Regions from separate parts of the Sus scrofa genome. Here regions 2, 3 and 4 are each linked to region 1. A link is a contact called in public Hi-C and HiChIP or PLAC-seq data. All regions are on one chromosome and are shown on one strand. The core of a region is the stretch at or near the end of the contact, and the rest is flanking DNA. Distances in the headings are between cores, read along the strand shown.

Region 1 (2,700 bases), core at 110-2,609:
AGGCCGCTCTGCGAAGCCCTCCCGGCCTCTCTGGGCCTGGAGCAAAGAAAGTCACTTCGGCGCCCGGAAAGGCCTCCTCGGATGGCCCGCTACAGCCGCCGGTCTCCTGCAGGCCCCAGCGGCGGAGCCCGAGGAGAGTCCTCAGCGGCGTCGCCCTAGTACCCCAGCCGCGGGCCGGCAAGGGGATAGAGGCGGAGGGAGGGAGGGACCCCCGCCTAGGGACGTCGACGTGGAGGGCTCGGTGCTAGGGGGGAGCGGGTGAGCGCCCTCCCCCGGGGGGAGAGATGGGGTGGGCTCTGTGGGGAAGGTGCAGCCCGGCGGCTGGGCGGGGGCGGGGCCCCCTAAGCTCTGCGAAAATGCCCGTGGCGCCGGGGGGACGGGAGCGGGGGAAGTTCCCGCCAGCGCGCAAAGCCAGGGTGGGTTCAGCACCCGCTGCAGCTCGCGGGCGGAGGCGGGGAGCGGAGCCGGGGCTGTTTCCGGGGAGAGGGAGGTGGGTGCGGGGCGCGGGCGACGTGGGCCTAGCCAAGGAGCAGACGCTCCGTTAACGGGGAGCGAGCCAAGCGGATGCTTTCAACTTTCTTTTCGGTTGCTTGTTTTGGGGGGTCTTTTCTGACCGCTAAGCACACTCAGCCTGAGTGCGGCGCAATGGGTAATTAAGCCGCAGCCCAGCCGCGGCGAAAAACGCCCAATTATAGCAAATAAACCAAGAGATAAAACTCAAAAAACACAAAAACCATGTTGTGGAGACCAACACCGCCTGGCCTCACTAAATGAATCAGCTCCAATTCGCCGCAGTTGCCAGTCAGGCCGTGGGGGCACGCCGAGCTGGGCCGCTGGGCTTTCCGCCCTCCGGCTCCCTGGCCCCCTCGGGGCCGAATCCCACCCACGTTGGGGAAGTAAAGGCTCAGCAGTGGGCTGCCGCGCAGGGCGTGGGCCGTCCGGGCGCTCCGGCCTGGTTTTGGGAGGCTTGCGACGGCCGCTGCCCCGCACCCTCCATGGCTCGCGGAGCGCCTCCCTCCGGCAGATCTGCGGCCCGGGTCGCTCCAGGCGCTGCGCGCGGCCCGATTCCTCCCTAGGCTGGCCGGCCTCCTTTTCTCCACGACCTCGCTCTCCGAACCGCAGCCGCCAGTGCCGCCGCCGCGCACTACAGCCCTAGATCTGGCAGCTGCGCAACCCTGAGCGTGTGCAAAGCCGCAGGGTCGCCGTCCGCACCGGGGCGGGGCCTCGGGCGAGCGTGGGAGCGTGTGCGTGTGTGTGCGTGGATGCAGATACGCGCGGGGAGCGAGGGGCGGTGGACTCTCCACCCTGGCTGCGTACAGTAGCGCGCGGCGGCGGCAGCGGGGGCGCGCGGGCCAATTCCAGGAGCCCGCGGCCGTGAGCCGCGCCCTGGCTGATACCGGAAAGGCCTGTGATTGGCCCGCGGCCGCCCCTATGCAAACGAGCTGAGGGAATGGAATTCCTCGGGCCGGGCTTACAGTAAAAGCACGTTCATTTCCAGGCACTCTCATTCATAGAGCCAGCGGGCGCAGGCGGGACGGGCGCCCTGCGGCCGGACCCAGCCAGGGCACCACGCTGCCCGGCCCTGCGCCGGCAGGCATCTCTTCTTGGGGCTCCTGGGGACGCCAGAAGAAAATCAATCTTTGCTGTTTCTTTTTGACCCGCGTTGGAGCTTCGATTTTTTTCCCCCCTTTCTTTCTTTCTTTCTTACTTTTGAATGAACTGGTTTCTTGGCTGGATGGTTCAACTTCTTTCCTGGCTGTGAACTTTTCCCCGGTTGTTTTCTTTGACAACCGCTGGAGAAAGTGCGCTGTGCTTCGAGGCGAGTGATGAAGTTGGGAATGCGTGGCAGTGTGTGCGTGCTTGTGTAACTCGAGCCGCCCCGTCTGTTTCGATCTGCGCTGCGGAGCCTCCTCTCAGGGCCCTCTCCACCTGCTGCGGTTACGCGGTGATCGTGGGTATTAGCGCGTCCAGGCAGTTAACTGGCCCGCGCTGGGGCTACGTTGGAGGAAGATTGCCTCGCTACAGCCCAAGTCGGGGCTGACTCAACGAGTCGATGTAGACAGCGGCTGGCTTCCGAAGAGTGCGTGCCTGCGTGCGTGTGACTCGGCCTCTGCTCGACTCCCACCAAACCACAGGATCAGCCACAAACTTAACCAACATCCCCAAACCCGAGTTCTCAGATGTGGAGAGCTGAACCCTGAGTGTCATCGACTTGGAATTTTTTTTTTTTTTTAAGATTAGCTTTTCTTTGAAAAGCATAATTTTCTGAACTGAACATTTTGCCAGAATTTATTGAGAGAACATGACAAGTACTTCTAGCACAGCCCTTCTGCAACTACTGAAGTTGATTTTCAAGGCTACTTAAAAAACAACAAAAACCCTGCAGCGAACATTAATGGATTTCTGTTGTGTTTAAATTCTCTACAGATTGTATTGTAAATATTTTATGAAGTAGAGCATATGTATATATTTATATATATGTGTGCACATACATTAGAAGCAAGACCTTTGGAAGTCTCAGCTCTCGCCTTTGAGGACGGAAGCTAGTTTTGCATGATAAAAAGTGTCTCTGTATTTGGAAGACACTTGTGTATTTTGTGTTGTTTGACTTTAGACAAAACTTATCTGGAAAAAGAAAAAAAAACTGACAGGCAATTAACCACTGGAACTTACAAATTATGTGTTTGCTGGTTCTTGTGC
Region 2 (2,781 bases), core at 38-2,537, 200 kb after region 1:
GTCCACATCCCAGCTCTCAGAACCTACGGATATGCTACCTATGGCAACAAAGAGCTCTGCACAGGTGGTCAAGGCCGTGGCTTTGAGATGGGGGTGGTTCAGTGGGCCCTGTCTGATCACATGCATCCTTTATAGCGAGACCCTTTTCCAGCTTGATCGGGGAAGACTGGACTAGAGAAAAATGGTCAGAGATGCATATTGCTGGTTTCGAAGGTGGGGGAAGATTCTGAACCAAGGAATGCAGGTGTCCTGTAGAAACTGGAAAAGCCAATGGCACGGATTCTCCCCTGGAGCCTCCAAAAAGAAATGGAGGCCCAACACGTGCCTCAGTTTTAGCCCAGAGAGGCCTGTGTCACACTTCTGACCAAGAGACCTGTAAAATAATACATTTGCGTTAAGCCACCAAGGTTGTGGTCATTTGTTACAGCAGCAACAGGAAACTAGTCCAGCTGCTGACTCCCATATGGAAATCCTAAACCTTGTCCTAAGATGGTTCAGTGAATCAAGCCCACATCGATCAGGTGAACCCTGAAGCAGGCAGCACTTAGCCTATTCCCAGAAACTTCCTGCAGGAGCCTCTCCTCGTTTGCCAAGGATTTGCAAGGTGGTCATCTGAAGAAGCTCTGTGTCGAGCCCCCCAAAAGCCAAGCTCCTCTTTGCGGACTTGTGAACTATACCCACACTTCTGACCTGAATTATAGGAGGGCCTGCTGGCTCTTCCACGTCAGCTATGAGGCCACAGAGTCTGGCAGACAAGCCCCAAACATAGCTTTCCTCTTGACTCAGGAGGCTGTATTTTTCACCCCATTTTTTTCAATTAGGTAAGATTGAGGATCCATCTGGTCAAAAATGTAACAAGGCACAGTCACAGATCACGCTCCCAAGAGGATGAGGGGTCTACCCATGACATTTTGCTCTTTTTGGGTGGGGGGGGCTTTTTAGGGCCACACCCGTGGCATGTGAAGGTTCCCAGGCTAGGGGTCTAATCGGAGCTACAGCTGCCAGCCTACACCACAGCCACAGCAACACCAGATCCGAAACACCTCTGCCACCTACACCACAGCTCACGGCAACGTTAGATCCTTAACCCACTGAGCGAGGCCAGGGATCAAACCTCTACCTCATGGTTCCTCGTCGGGTTCGTTTCCGCTGCACCACAACAGGAACTCCGACATTTTGTTCTTTTTAATCTTGGTGATCTTGGTTCCTCAAGGTAGTTTTTAGAACCTGCCTTCTCAGAAGGGCTTTAACAGCGTCAGACTGTACACCGTCTTCAAGAGGTTGTTGGCGCCCCCTCGTGGTCTTGCGATGCACTCTCCCGACGTAGCACCTTTCCTTCAAACACACCCATCCCTCTTTAGAGTTTGGTGGAAAATGTCACAGATTCGTTTTTAGGCCCTTTAGAGGCTAAACCTTCGCAATTTGCCGGAGACTCGGGTTTCCTACTACCCAGAATTATCCGTTTTAAAACTAGGAAAGTCCTGGAAAGACTAGAATGTCTTGGTCTCTCTCCATACCCTGGCCCCTTCAGACCCCACAGGAAAATTACCCCAAGAGGGCATCGTCTTCCTGTCCTGGGCACTGCAGTGGTCTGAACCAAACACAACTTTGGACCTGAACAGTAATGCCTTTACTAATGCATCTCGATTTGAGATCAGCAGCTGACTTGTGCATACTTTGCTTATGATAGGAAAATAACAGTTGGAGACGTATAAATTATCTCTGGAGTCTCATTTAAAAAACCATGAGGAGGTAGTTTCCATCCTGGCTCAGTGGAAACAAACCTGACTTGTATCCATGAGGTCACAGGTTTGACCCTTGGCCTCTCTAAGTGGGTTAAGGAGCCAGTGTTGCCATGAGCTGTGGTGTAGGTTGAAGACCTGGCTCGGATGCCACGTTGCTGTGGCTGTGGTACAACCCAGCAGCTATGGCTCAGATTTCGACCCCTAACCTGGGAACTTCCACATGCCGCAGGCGCAGCCCTGAAAACACCCCTCCCCCCAAAAAAAAACCTGAGGAAAGAAGGGAGGAGGAAGCGTGGTGGGTGGGAGAGTAGCCATGGAAATTCTGATTACCTCTAAAATGTTCAGATTCAGCTTTCTCAATTTGTTGAGAATTCTCTAGCTCATTTGCATAATTCTTTGGAAATTGTAGTTTGCTTAAAAAATAAAAAAGGCACCTGCTTTCTCTTTTTCTTTGTAATGTTTATGTTTAAGAAGACCAGGAGTTCCTGTCATGGCTCAGTGGTTAATGAACTCAACTAGTATGCATGAGGACGCAGGTTTGATCCCTGGCCTTGCTCAGTGGGTTAAGGATCTGGTATTGCTATGAGCCGTGGCGTAGGGTGCAAATGAGGCTTGGATTCCGCGCTGCTGTGGCTCTGGTGTAGGCCAGCAGTTAGAGCTCTGATCTGACCCCTAGCCTGGGAACCTCCATATGCTGCTGGTGTGGCTAAAAAAAAAAAAAAAAAAGGAAGACCAAAGGTCTGGAACTGTCTTTTTACAAGGAAGAAAGTCTAGTGCTTTAAAGACACTCATGTCGGTTTCAGTGACCAACTGAAGAAAGTTCTATGTATTGAGGTGAGGAAGGGAGGGGACTGGGAATTTTACATTTTTTGTTCAAGTGGAAACTAGTCAGTTAATCAGAAATATCTTAAAGCTTATTGAGGGAATTCTTATGACCAGTGTGGATTTTAGAATGCTTTCCTTTTAATATTGAAAGATGGCAAGAGTTCCCGTCGTGGCCCAGCGGTTTACGAATCCAACTAGGAACTATGAGGTT
Region 3 (2,887 bases), core at 388-2,887, 220 kb before region 1:
TCCACTCCTCTGTCGATGGACATTTAGGTGGCTGCCAAGTCTTGGCGGGAAGTGCTTACTAAATAGAAGACTCTGGAGTTACCTGGTGGTGCAGCAGATCAAGGATCTGGCATTGTCACTGCAGTGCCTTGGGTCATCACTGTGGTTCAGGTTCGATCCCTGGCCTGGGAACTTACACCTGCCTGAGTGCAACCAATAAATAAATAAATAAAAGACTATTTCTCTCTCTCTCTCTGTCTCTCTCTCTCTGTCTCTCTCAGAAAGAGAGGATGTAGTCTCTGCCTGGGCAGCCACGATTCCAGCTAACTCTACCATTGAAGGCCAAGAGAGAGACTGGATGCTGGTGGATGACCAGTAGTCTCTGCCATGGCTGTACATAGAGCCAATTTTTGTTTGTGTTTGGGTGAATATTGGATTAATATTTGTATCCCTCACTAGACAGCAGGGTCCAAGGGGCCAGGGAAACTTGGAGAAGGTCTCACAATTTTTTCCTCCTTATTTGGCATGCTGCTTGGCACATCGTAGGTGCTTCATAAATGCTTGTTGAATGAATGGTAACTTCTACTACTGCTGCTGCCGCTAGAAAAATACAACTCCAATTATTGTCAGAGATTTGGTTTTCTACATTATAAATTATTATACTGAAATATGAATTCGTGGCTAGAAATTATGTCTTATGAAGATAATCCAAAAGAGTTCAAGTAATAAGAAAAAACTTTGTTCCATAAAAAACAATAGAAAATTAAAACTTTAGGAGTTCCCGTCGTGGCTCAGTGGTTAACGAATCCGACTGGGACCATGAGGTTGTGGATTTGATCCCTGGCCTCGCTCATTGCGTTAAGGATCTGGTGTTGCCGTGAGCTGTGGTGTAGGTTGCAGACGTGGCTCGTATCCTGCATTGCTGTGGCTTTGGCTTAGGCCGGCGGCTACAGCTCCGATGACCCCTAGCCTGAGAACCTCCATATGCTGTGGGTGCGGCCCTAGAAAAGGCAAAAAGCCAAAAAAAAAAAAAAAAAAAGGAAAAAGAAAATTAAAATTTTAAAAGTGAAAATTTATAAAATAATAAGAAGAATAATCAAGGCTTTGTTTTGCAAAAAGAGTAAAATTAAATAAATACCAGGGAAATTTATGTGGAAACAAAGAAAATAATACTCCCAGGTGGTGTCAAGTAATTCAGTCAAGAATAACTTGCTGGAAACTTAGAATTAGTGCTTATGTCCCACATACCAAATTGGTAGGCATAAAATATAATTAACAAATAAAGCCATAGAATGGATTTTAACATGGGAAGACAAGCACCACTCCTTGCCATCACCAGAAGGTAAAGAAGCAGCTGGCTGAGGACACCGCAGTCTAGGAAATGTCTCATGTACACCTGGGGTGAAATATGTGACTGGGATGATGGGATTGTGCGGGAGAGAGTCTGGCCGAAGATTAAAAGAAAGAGGCAGAAGTGAGACCACCCATCCCGAAGGCGGAAGTGATGATGTTTTGCAGGCACGGATCGAATGCAGACACAGATGCAGCGAGAGGAGCTGGGTGATGGCGGAGGAAGGGGCGGGGTGGGGGGAGCCATAGGGACATCTGCTAGAAATTGACTTGCCAAAAGAGGAAGCGATGAAGAACCGCTTCTCTGGATCTATTCTAACCAACAAGGAAGTGGCCGGGGCCCTGAGGGGAGAAAAGCAGGTTACTGCAGAGACAGCCAGTGATGGGGGGAGCTGGGTCTTGTCAGATGGATGGCCTGGCTTTGAGAAGACAGAGTTCTAAAAGCTGAGAAAAAGACCAGTGGGGTTCTAAGACTTGAATTAGCAGGTTGCTCCAAAAGGAACAAGAGCTCTCGTTAATAGCATGATCCTGCCTGGGAAGAAAATGGGGAAGTAGCTAAAGAGGTGGCCAAGCAGGAAATTCTTTGTAAAGTCAGATGTAAAAACACTTGTACAAAAAAAAAGGAAGAAAGATGAATATAAACGAATGTAAGAAATAGCGTCAGGAAGCCTTGTGCTTTGAAGAGGCTTGAAAAACACGCTAAGGCCTAAAACGAGAGTCAAGGGAAAGAACAAGGAGAGGATAAACCTTCTGTAACAGCAGCTGGTACATGGTATAAACAAACAGAGAGGAAGGATAACAACTCAGTTCAGTTCAACTAAACAAGGATTTACTGTCTTCTGTGTAAAAAGCCACTACCAGCAGCTCACAGGCCAGAGAAAGAAAGTATGCAAAGAACTAAATTATGTCTCAGGATGCTACATGTCTATAGTGTTCAGGGCTCAAGTTCAGAGCCCCGATAAGAGTGGAGGCTCCAAGGATAAGAGCGGAGATGCAGGTTCTGAAGGATGCTAATAGGGGCTATGGACTGGGAAATGCTAATACTTTCAGGGAAAGCAGAGAATAAGGAAACTGCAGAGGAGAGTGAGAAAAAATAGACAGGAATATAGGGAGAGCCTGGAGGCAACTATCCTAGCAATCTGGGCTGGAAAGAATTTTCAATTTAAAGTCCGTATGGAGCTTGAATTATATGAACTGGTCATGCATGCTGATAGCAAATCCCTAGTGATTTAGGGATGCTTTTGGTAGAGTGGTAGGACAGAAACAAGGTGCATAAGAGGCCTATAAGATGAAGCAACCGAGGCCATTATTTCCCAAAGTTTCCCTGTTATGGGAGTAAAATAAAAGATGGACACTCTAGGAAGACTTAAGATCAAAGATGAATTTTGTGCTTTGTTCTTATTTAAAAATGTCTGTCTGTTTATACATGGGGGAATACTTAAGCATAACTGTATGTTTAGAGGAAAGAGAAAGTAGAACAGAAGTCTCTAGAAATTAAAGATAGCGAGGAGGTGATTGATAAGGGAAGACCCTGGAGGAAGCAGATAGGGGTAGGAGT
Region 4 (2,700 bases), core at 150-2,649, 190 kb before region 1:
TGGTTCAGCAGTAATGAACCTGACTAGTATCCATGAGGACTCGGATTCAATCCCTGGCCTCGCTCAGTGGGTTAAGAATCCCTGAGTTGCTGTGTAGGTCACGGACGTGGCTCAGATCCTGCATTGCTATGGCTGTGGCATAGGCCGGTGGCTACAGCTCCAACTCAGCCCTTAGCCTGGGAACTTCCATGTGCTGCAGGTGCAGCCCTAAAGTGAATTTAAAAAAAAAGCAAAAACACTAAACTAAGCATGGAAACCTTGCCTGAGTTTTCAGGCTGCTGTCCTGTGGAATTAGGACTCGAGACAGCAACCTCCATGCTCACCTGAATTTCCAGTCTCCCAGCCTGCCCTATAGAGTCCAGACATGGTAGGTTCACAGTCACATAAGCTAATTTCTTAAAATAAATCTTTCTTCTGTTTTTCTAAAGAACTCTGTTTACTACAGCACAAAAAGTACATCTTCCATTTGTACTTTGCCTCTCCATTTGATCACTGGGTCAGAATGCTCATCTCCTCTAATTCAGTCCAATTCAGTAGTGCTTTCTTGTCCAGAGTCCCTCTCCAGGCTATGCTGGGCCCACACAGGGTGGGAAAGTGGGGCCTGGGTCTTTGATAATCTTCTCTCTCCTGGTTTGCATCTGCTGAGGTGGCCAGAACCCCACCTGGCTCTATGTCTCCACAGTCACACAGGTGGGAGGTCCCATCAGGCCTGGCTTCCTCTTCCTCAGTGGTGTCCATGTGCCTCTGGGGCCCACAGACATCATTGTGCTGAATCTAGAACTCGGGAGCTCAGAGACACCAGATACCTGTGTGCCTGGGGAACCAAAACTGTCCTTCAGCTCTGAGCTCCTCCTTCCTTCCCAGAGCTTTGTCCAGGGAAGAAGGCCCTACCCAAGATATAAACCTGAAGGGCTCTTGGAGTTCCCTGGTGGCTCAGCAGGTTAAGGATCTGGCTTGTCACTGCTGTGATGGGGGTTCGATCCCTGGCCCAGGAACTTCCACATGCCAGAGGTAAGTCCAAAAACAAACAAACAGACAAAAAACAGAAACGAAACAATCGAGGAGAGTGCAGTAGCTCTTTCTTGGCATACAACAGCATTAAGCCTCAGCACTGGAGCAGGGTCAATGAATAGCCCCCCAAAAATATACAGGCATGAGCTAACCCCCAGAATCTGTGGGTGTGACCTTATTGGGAAAAAGGATCTTTGCAGATGAAATGAAGTTAAGGGTCTCAAGATGAGATCGTCCTGGATTATCCAGGTAGGTCCTAAATCCAATGACAAGTGTCCTGAAAAGAGCTGGAAAAGGAAACGACCCAGATGAGGAGAAGGCCGTGGATGATGGAGGCATAGACTAGAGTGGTACCACCATGAGCCAAGGACACCTTGAGCTGCCAGAGGCTGAAGGAGGCAGGAAGGACCCTCCCCTAGAGCCATAAGAGGGAATATGGCCCTGAAACGCCTTGACTGCAGACTCCTGGCTTCCAGAAGTGGGAGGAGATTGCATTTCTGTCATCTTGAGCCCCTCCATCCATCTGTGGTGCTTTGTTAGAGCAATCACAGGAAACTCTCACCACGGATGGCCTTCCCTTTGAGGGGAAATTGTATAGTCAAGACGAAGGAGGTAATAGACTATTCTTACTCATCATCAATTTTTTTTTTTTTTTCTGATCTAATGTACGTGCCAGGAATCTTTTCCACTCCCCTGGGGGACTAAGCTCCTAGAACTGCAGACGTCAGTGAGAAACTAGCTGACTAAGCCTGGCCGGGTGGGGGCGAGTGAGGAGGCCAAACAATTCTACACTGGGAAATCACTTTAAGAAATCGCTTCTGAGAACTTTTAGGAACATAATTTTCTTTTTCTGTAATTGTCCTGAATTCTCCCTTAGAGGGTATGTACGCAGTCCAACAGACACATGGCTCAGGGATTATCCCAAATGCTACTTTCTTAAGCTGGAAACCAATCTACTGCCCACCCCTGGTTTTTTTCTTCATGAGCATACATCCTTCTTTCCTCGATGTTCCTCATGTGCAAATATGACTACCTGTGACCCAAAGCATCCCCACTAACCAGGAAATAACCTCTGAAAGGACAATTCTTTGACCCAGAGGTTGTTCCTGGTCATTATTTGTCCATATCTCCACCAACCCCCTTGACAGCCTTTTCCCAATAACAGAGAAACACTGCACCTCAAACATTTCCAAGGCTCTAAATGCTGTGCTCACCCAGGGGTCTTTCTACAGAATAAAATAATAAATTATGTATCACTGTCATTGCAAAGGGTTTTTTTTTTTTTTCAAAGCTTTCTCTTTTTTTTTTTTTCTTTTAAGGACACATCTGTGACTTATGGAAATTCCCAAGCTAGGGGTCAAATCAAAGCTATGGCTGCTGGCCTATGCCGTAGGCACAGCAGTGCAGGATCTGAGCTGCATCTACAACCTACACCATAGCTCACAGCAATGCCAGATCCTTAACCCACTGAGCAAGGCCGGGGATCCAACCCACATCCTCATGGATCCTAGTCAGGTTCCTTAAACGTTGAGCCACGAAGGGAACTCCACAGAGTGATTTTCATATAAACTTTGACTTTAAGCAGACCTCAGTCCAAATTCCAGCTTCGCCCTAATGTGTGACTTGTAGCTAATTATTTAAACTGTCAGTATCTCAATTTCTTTATCTGTGAAATGGAGATAATAACAT

Evidence for each region. A called contact is a pair of places that touch in the nucleus more often than the background predicts. HiChIP or PLAC-seq counts read pairs in DNA pulled down with a chosen protein or histone mark.
Region 2: an H3K27ac HiChIP or PLAC-seq map of alveolar macrophages shows a contact between it and region 1. The contact joins two enhancer-like sites. A contact is called at or near these places in 1 of 47 Hi-C or Micro-C datasets (embryonic fibroblasts) and 1 of 2 datasets of contacts at active chromatin or transcription factors (alveolar macrophages).
Region 3: a contact with region 1 is called in an H3K27ac HiChIP or PLAC-seq map of alveolar macrophages. The contact joins two enhancer-like sites. A contact is called at or near these places in 1 of 47 Hi-C or Micro-C datasets (epiblast stem cells) and 1 of 2 datasets of contacts at active chromatin or transcription factors (alveolar macrophages).
Region 4: a contact with region 1 is called in a Hi-C map of embryonic fibroblasts, with 1.9 times the contacts expected there. The contact joins two enhancer-like sites. A contact is called at or near these places in 3 of 47 Hi-C or Micro-C datasets (embryonic fibroblasts, retroperitoneal adipose tissue and subcutaneous adipose tissue) and 1 of 2 datasets of contacts at active chromatin or transcription factors (alveolar macrophages).

What each region holds. Positions count from the first base shown.
Region 1 is chr13:198,468,805-198,471,504 of Sscrofa11.1, reverse strand. The region is part of intron 2 of RUNX1 (runt related transcription factor 1); the gene reads left to right. Among named protein-coding and RNA genes, the nearest start is that of RUNX1, 170 kb to the left of the region's middle. Within about 2 kb of position 1,359, at least 71 of the 83 cell types and tissues checked have an H3K27ac peak or open chromatin away from gene starts, as enhancers often do. A contact at or near this core is called in alveolar macrophages, embryonic fibroblasts and retroperitoneal adipose tissue, where this site is marked.
Region 2 is chr13:198,273,582-198,276,362 of Sscrofa11.1, reverse strand. All of the region lies in intron 1 of CLIC6 (chloride intracellular channel protein 6), which reads right to left. Among named protein-coding and RNA genes, the nearest start is that of CLIC6, 24 kb to the right of the region's middle. Within about 2 kb of position 1,287, at least 1 of the 83 cell types and tissues checked has an H3K27ac peak or open chromatin away from gene starts, as enhancers often do. A contact at or near this core is called in alveolar macrophages, where this site is marked.
Region 3 is chr13:198,687,936-198,690,822 of Sscrofa11.1, reverse strand. No RefSeq gene overlaps it. Among named protein-coding and RNA genes, the nearest start is that of RUNX1, 54 kb to the right of the region's middle. Within about 2 kb of position 1,637, at least 8 of the 83 cell types and tissues checked have an H3K27ac peak or open chromatin away from gene starts, as enhancers often do. A contact at or near this core is called in alveolar macrophages, where this site is marked.
Region 4 is chr13:198,663,025-198,665,724 of Sscrofa11.1, reverse strand. No RefSeq gene overlaps it. Among named protein-coding and RNA genes, the nearest start is that of RUNX1, 29 kb to the right of the region's middle. Within about 2 kb of position 1,399, at least 6 of the 83 cell types and tissues checked have an H3K27ac peak or open chromatin away from gene starts, as enhancers often do. A contact at or near this core is called in embryonic fibroblasts and retroperitoneal adipose tissue, where this site is marked.